2 separate regions of the Pan troglodytes genome follow, and region 2 is linked to region 1. Evidence: chromatin contacts called from public HiChIP or PLAC-seq data. All regions are on one chromosome and are shown on one strand. The core of a region is the stretch at or near the end of the contact, and the rest is flanking DNA. Distances in the headings are between cores, read along the strand shown.

Region 1 (3,255 bases), core at 423-2,922:
AGAGCCCAGCTTGGCCAACATGATGAAACCCCGTATCCACTGAAAATACAAAAATTAGCCGGGCATGGTGGTACACGCCTGTAATCCCAGCTACTTGGGAGGCTGAGGTACAAGAATCGCTTTGTACCCAGGAGGCAGAGGTTGCAGAGAGCCGAGATCGTGCCACGGCACTCCAGCCTAGGCGACAGAGCGAGACTCCGCCTCAAAAAACACACAAACAATGAACAGACAAATAAATGACAGAACAAGAAGACAAACTAGAGAACATCTTGAGACAAGGTGTTCAGGGAAGAGTTCTTTTGAGAAGGTGATATTAAAGCGAGTTTGGGGAAGAACGTCCCAGGCCTTGCGCTCAGGGTCGTCAACTCTTTGATTTCTCTTCCTTTTGAAGCAGGGCAGGGAGGTCATCAAACAACAGAAGGACAATTATAACTGCTGATATGGCAAAGCCAGGACTCTGAATTCAAACTCTGCTCCATTCTCAGGAATCCCGTCTGTTAAGCAGGTTCTGGGGAAGCGATGTGAATCATGAAATCACAGGTCGGAGGAGGCATCGAGAATATGGTCAGTTCTCAACTTTCAGGGAAATCCATAGCTGAGGAATGAAGGACAACGGGCTTCTCGTGCTCTCACTAGGAAGACTGGTTCACCGGAGGCTGGAACACTGAAAGTGAGAAATCCCGACAGAAGAAATGTGTAGGAGAGAGGACCAGCACCTGGATCAAGTTATAAAACATCTCCTGCATCTTTTTCGGAGATCACCCTTAGCGCGGCCTCTCCGCCCAGTCCCAGATTAGGCAGCGAAGAGCGACCCTCACCCTGTCTAGGTGCCACGTTCCTTAAAAGCGAAAGGACCAGGAGTTTCTTCCTGCCTCGTCTCTTCCGGATCCCTCCTGCACCGCCCGCAGCCTGCAGGTTTGAGCGCCATCTCCAGGCCCCGCCCACCTCAAGCACCACCCCTCAGTCCTCCCTTGGGGCACGCCTCCTTCCGGCACCCGCCCAGAGTAGCCACCCCCGGGGCCCCTCCTCCCCTCCCTGCTTCCGGGCCCGCCTCCTTCAGGCCCGCTTCCATCTTCCTCCCACTCTAAGCTTCTCTTCAGCCCCGCCTCCCTCCACCCGTGGCTCCGCCCTCTGGGCGATTCTCCATTTAGCCCCGCCCACAGCATCTCTTTTCAAGCGCTGTCCTGGTTCCCGGCTCTCCATCTCCTGCACGGCCTTCCCCACTTGTCCGGCGACCCTCTTCCCAGGGCCCCATCACCATCTTAGCTCCGCCCCTACTTCGGCTCCAAACCTGTGCAAGCTGCCCTCTTCCCGCCCCAGCCCCGCCTCCCCAAGCCGCGTCTCAGTTCCTCCTCCCTTTCAGGCCCCACCCTGGCCCCGCCTTCCTCCCGTCCCCGCCGAAGCTCTGGACCTTTCCAAAGCCAGGCTGAGAGGGTGGGGAGAGCCCATGCGCCTGGGAAGCCGGGCTGTTTCTGGGCGGGGCTGCAGACTCCTCGTGCTCGTGTCACCGTGTCCTTCCCAGGAGACAGAGAAGGAGGAGAGCCCGGAACCAGGGCCGGAGCGGCGGGCGGAGCCGAGCTGCGGGGAGCCGCTCCGGGTGCCCCCACCCCCGCGCGCCTCAGTGGTGCCGGCCGAGGGCAGGGCTCGCGGCTGCGGGGCTCGCGCCGCTGTCAGTGCGGCGGGGCGCGCGAGCGGCGCCAGCTCGGGGCAGCGGAACCCAGAGAAGCTGAGGGGGCGGTAGCGGCGGCGGCGGCGGCGGCGGCGGCGGCGGCGACGGCGACGACGACGACGACGACTCCCGCGCGTGTGCCCAGCCTCTTCCCGCCGCAGCCGCCCTTTTCCTCCCTCCCTTACGTCCCCGAGTGCGGCAGTACCGCCTCCTTCCCAGCCGCGCGGCTTCCTCCAGATCTCTCGGCGCGGGTGAGTGGGGGCTGCGGGCGTCTCCTTAGGGGTGCGGGGAGGGTGTGTGCTTTGTGCCTTTCCGTTCACCCACTTCTTCAGGCAGGCCGCTGCCTATTTTTAGAAACTTATTTCTGCCCTTCGGGGAGTCCCGGGAGCCCGAGTAACTCTAGGCCCCCTCCGCCGCTCCTTTCTCCCACTCGGACCCGCCGCCCCGGGTCCCCGGCCCCAGCCCTCCGCGCCCGGTCCTGCTCCCGGCGTTCCCTGTCTGCTCCCTCCGCGGGCCAAGTCTGGGCCAGTAGTTGGCTGGGTGGGCCCGCGCCCGCTCGGAAGTTGGAGTCTTTTGTGCTCGTGCCCCGCCCCGCCCGGCGAGGGGCGGAGGGAGGGGAACGGAGGCTGCTCCGGGGAGGCCGCAGGCGGGCCCGGCCGCGGCGGCTTCCGGCTCTCCTACCCGGGCTGGGTCTACGGGCTCCCGGAGGCGCGCAGAGCTTGTCCTGCCTCGGCTCCCGCCTCTTCTGGGCTCTTTGCACGCCTTGGGCTCGGAGAGAAACAACAACGGGCCCTCGAACTGGGGCCGTATCCGCGTTTCACTCAGCCTCCTTGGCGGCCGAGTCTTAGTTTGCCTCTCGGTGACGTGGGGGGAAAGAAGGAAACTCGCCTTGCGGGGTGTTCGTGGATTCAGGAAGGGAACTAATATGTGAAAGAAGTGTTTAACACCGACAGGGAACATTTAATGAGACTTCACCCAGGAACTTCCCAAGCCTTACTTCATTTAATGTTCACAACGGCCTTCTGGTTTATCCTCATTTACAAAAGCAGAAATTAAGGCGCAGAGGGGTCAAGTAATTTTCTCCAAGTCACAGTAGCCACAGAAGTGCAAAGGAGTGGTGCCAGTACCTATTATTTATTAATATTTCCTGGTGTGAGCATGTATCATCTCTTAGTGCAGAGGGCATTTTTACCTAGCCTTGGGTCACACCATTTAATTAGGGGCATAACTCTGGGTTTTCCCTGACTTCTGGTACGTTGTCCACTATACTATGGATGAAATCCCATTCTGGGGTTACCATAGTTCTAAAGGGAAAGGTTTGGATGAATTCCTTGCTAGTGTTGCGGCAGTTAGAAGTTGATGGATGCAGACTCCAGGTCTCAGACACAACTCAAATTCCCTGGGGTTTTGGCTCAAGGAAGCTTTGAGACTGTAAACGGTGGGATCCACCCTTTAGTTTGTGTGTGGTGTGTTCCTCCTCCCAGACCTTGCAGGTTCTCTGTGTTTAGATTTATCGATCCTAGTTTGATGGGGGTTAGGGGGAGTAGCTCAAGTCATCTGCCTTCAAACAAATATTACTCCTATTT
Region 2 (3,255 bases), core at 512-3,011, 120 kb after region 1:
TTCCTGTAAAATACAGTTGGACCGGCACCCCTAAGTGGCCAAACTAATATTTTATTGGCTTCCAAAGTCCTATGCCGAAATGCTGGTTCTGCCATCTTTGCTTCACAAAATTCTGTTCATCCAGCAGTAATGCATTCATATTCCACTTCTTTCAAAGCCTAATCCCACTGCTAAAAATGATCCCTCTAGCCCTCCAAGTCACTACGTTGATGGTCCTATTTCTACCTTGTGTGTCATCTAGTTGACCCATACACAGAATAACACCCCATGGAATCTTGCACACGTTAAGTACTGTATTTGCCAAAGGTTATGAGAAGTTTGAAAAATGAGTAGAAACAAAACAAGTGTGAAACACTGCCACTCTCAGAACTTTTGAAATACAGCAGCCTAGAGCAATGTCTATAACCGCCAAGGACCATATACAAACTTTCAGTTTCTCTAAGCCATTAAGATCCTAGTCAATCTGGAATTCTACTGGTTCAGCCACTTAGTATTTGATCATGGGCATTATACAACTCTGTAACACTCAAAATTTTAATCTCTAAAATGGGCACAATAGACCTATTTTACAGGACTGTTGTGAGAACCAAGTAAGAGACTGGAATCCCGTCCAGAATATATTCCAAATTCCTTAACTTCGTCTTCACAGCCCTCCAAGAACTAGTCATTACCTGCTTGGCAAGTGTTCACCCCTTAACTCTAATCAAACTGGAGATTATTCTACTTCCTGTGAGCACATTTACTGGCCTTTCTCGACCATTCCTTTGCCCTTGTGATCAAGGCTTCCTATTGCCTGAGGAAATTCTCAACAACTTACGGGGCCTCCCCCAATGTTAAGCAATACCTACTGGGAGTACTTAACATCAACTTCATTTTAAGTCGTTAGACGTTATATCAACTAGGATAAATCTGAGGGAAAGGGATTCGAGGAAATTCACTGAGATCCAAGTACCACGGTAGAAAAAGATCCAGCCAGTTTCACAGCCCGCACTTCCCGCTCACGTCGCTGGTAGCCCTCTGTTAAGGGAAGCTCAGGGGCTCGCCCGGAAACTTTCCGGGAAGGTCAGTCACTTCCTGAGGCTGCAGAATCTTTTTCTCTCGTTCTAACCCCATCACCCCCTCGTCTTTTTAAAAAACAATGCTAGGAAGGCAAACAAGGGCGGGATACCGGCCCCGACAAGATAGCCTAGAAAGTTTTAACGAGGGCGTTATACCAAGCCAAGAGAGGCTCCTCGCGGCACCCCTGGCACCCCCGGCACCCAGTGAGGCGAGCTGGGGCGGCAGTGCCCAGCAGAAAGGAATGCAGAGATCGCCAGCCCCAGTCTCGTTCGGGGTTATTAACCGGGCATTCGAGCCCCTTCCGGGAGGACGACTCAACGTGTGCTCTCCATTCCGGAAACGCCAACCACGGCAGGAGGTCCGCCTCAGCGCTGCCGCCCTGAGGAAAGCGGGCTGCGGCCAAGCCTGCGGCTCCGGAGTCCTCGCCGGCTCTGCCGCTCCGGGCCGCCTAGGCGCGGCTGCCCCACATGGCGGCGGCCGGCTGCTAGGCCGCAGGCCCGTTCTCCCACACTGGAGTGGGTTAGGCTTCTCGCCTCAATCATTAGCCCTTACGCCGGGCTCAGATCCTCACCTCGTCTCCAGACATGGCTGCGGCTCGAGTGGGCTCGGCACGGACGGGAAGTCAGACGGGTCAGCCCCAGGCCCCGGCGGCAGCGCTGCCCCTGCTGATACCTCTCCCACCACCGCACTAGGCTCTTGCATCAGCGAAAGGAAACGACACCCCGCCCTCTCCTCCAAGCGTTGGAAATGCGCCTGCGCAGAGCTCGCCAAGGCGCAGGCGCGCAGAAGAGCCAACCTAACGCGCTTCGTGTGGCGCGAGTTACCAGGCGACGCCGCGTCGCCAGGCATGCCGGGACTTGTAGTCCACTTATAAGAGGGTTGCGCTTGCGCTGTCGCCGCCCAGCGACCTGTACGCGGCGTGTGAACGAGCTGCAGCCGGAAGAACGTTCGGTTGTTGATATTGCCTCAGCCTTTTGGAGCATTCTTTTGCGCTGCTTGTAGAGTGAATTGGGGTCCCTTCCTCCTGGGTTAGGGTAGTGGGTTAGACACTGAGTCATATGAACCCGCTGGAGCTTTAGTTTCCCACATGACCCCCGGGCGTCATGGTGTTTGAGAAATTCTGAGTTGGAGCTAGAGGCGCGCACCTCCCTAAGGGTTTTTACTTCGTAAGAAATTTGACGGCTGGTTTTCTGCTTGGGAGGTCAGAAACCAAAGTATCTTCCCGGTCTTCCCCCAGGAGAGATAACATCTCCTGAGGAGAAACAACCACGCAAGAGGCAGCTGTCGGGGAGCCTCAGAATACTTGTTTATGAAATCTGATTGAACGCTGTGGGTGCGCCACGCAATTTCCCTTGAGACCTAACAACAGCAGCGACCCTTTAGGGAGCTCTCACTGCGGCTGTGCCCTCCAGCCAAAGACCATCGAGAACACTCCTGTAGCTGGACAAAGTGGAGTTTATGGTCTTGCAAGTAGGGCAGTACGCCGTGGGAAACACCGGGACGTCTTTGGAAGAGGGTGTTGGAAAGAATTTACAGGGTTTGGGCAGGGTTTAAGGAAGCAGAGCTTCTCTCTGGATTAGATGCAGTCAGGAGGTGGGGGTAATTCTATGATTGGGTAATTTAATAATTTTTTTTTTTTTTTTTTTTTTTGAGACTCGCTCTGTTGCCCAGGCTGGAGTGCAGTGGCGCGATCTCGGTTCACTGCAGGCTCTGCCTCCTGAATTCAAGCGACTCTCCTGCCTCAGCCTCCCGAGTAGCCGGAATTACAGGCGTGAGCCAGCTCGCCTGGCCTATAATTCTTACATGATAAGAAAGTAGAACTGGCCGGGCGTGGTGGCTCACGCCTGTAATCCCAGCACTTTGGGAGGCCAAGGCGGGCGGATCACCTGAGGTCAGGAGTTCAAGACCAACCTGGCCAACATGGCGAAACCTTGTCCCGACTAAAAATACAGAAATTTGCCGCGTGTGGCGGTAGGCGCCCATAATCCCAGCTACTCTGGAGACTGAGGCAGAGAATCGCTTGAATTCGGGAGGCAGAGGTTGCAGTGAACCGAGTTTGCGCCACTGCACTCCAGCCTGGGTGACAGAGTGAGACTCCGTCTCAAAAAGAAGAGAAAGAAAGAAAGAAAGCAGGAGGGAGGGAGGGAAGGAAGGAAGGAGGGAAGGTAGAACCAAGCGAGGCTAAAGCTGCAATTG

What was found. HiChIP or PLAC-seq counts read pairs in DNA pulled down with a chosen protein or histone mark.
Region 2: a contact with region 1 is called in an H3K4me3 HiChIP or PLAC-seq map of stem cell-derived excitatory neurons, with 2.7 times the contacts expected there. The contact joins the promoter of EIF2S2 here to the promoter of RALY in region 1. A contact is called at or near these places in 1 of 7 Hi-C or Micro-C datasets (stem cell-derived neural progenitor cells) and 1 of 1 datasets of contacts at active chromatin or transcription factors (stem cell-derived excitatory neurons).

Annotation. Positions count from the first base shown.
Region 1 is chr21:40,198,080-40,201,334 of NHGRI_mPanTro3-v2.0_pri, forward strand. It overlaps RALY (RALY heterogeneous nuclear ribonucleoprotein), which reads left to right and starts at 1,673. Exons shown (of 10, transcript NM_001280425.1): 1 at 1,673-1,920. It overlaps LOC104003558 (a long non-coding RNA gene), which reads right to left and starts at 942. Exons shown (of 3, transcript XR_010154372.1): 1 at 819-942; 2 at 1-664.
Region 2 is chr21:40,315,825-40,319,079 of NHGRI_mPanTro3-v2.0_pri, forward strand. It overlaps EIF2S2 (eukaryotic translation initiation factor 2 subunit beta), which reads right to left and starts at 1,762. Exons shown (of 9, transcript NM_001098556.1): 1 at 1,631-1,762. The coding sequence starts at 1,645.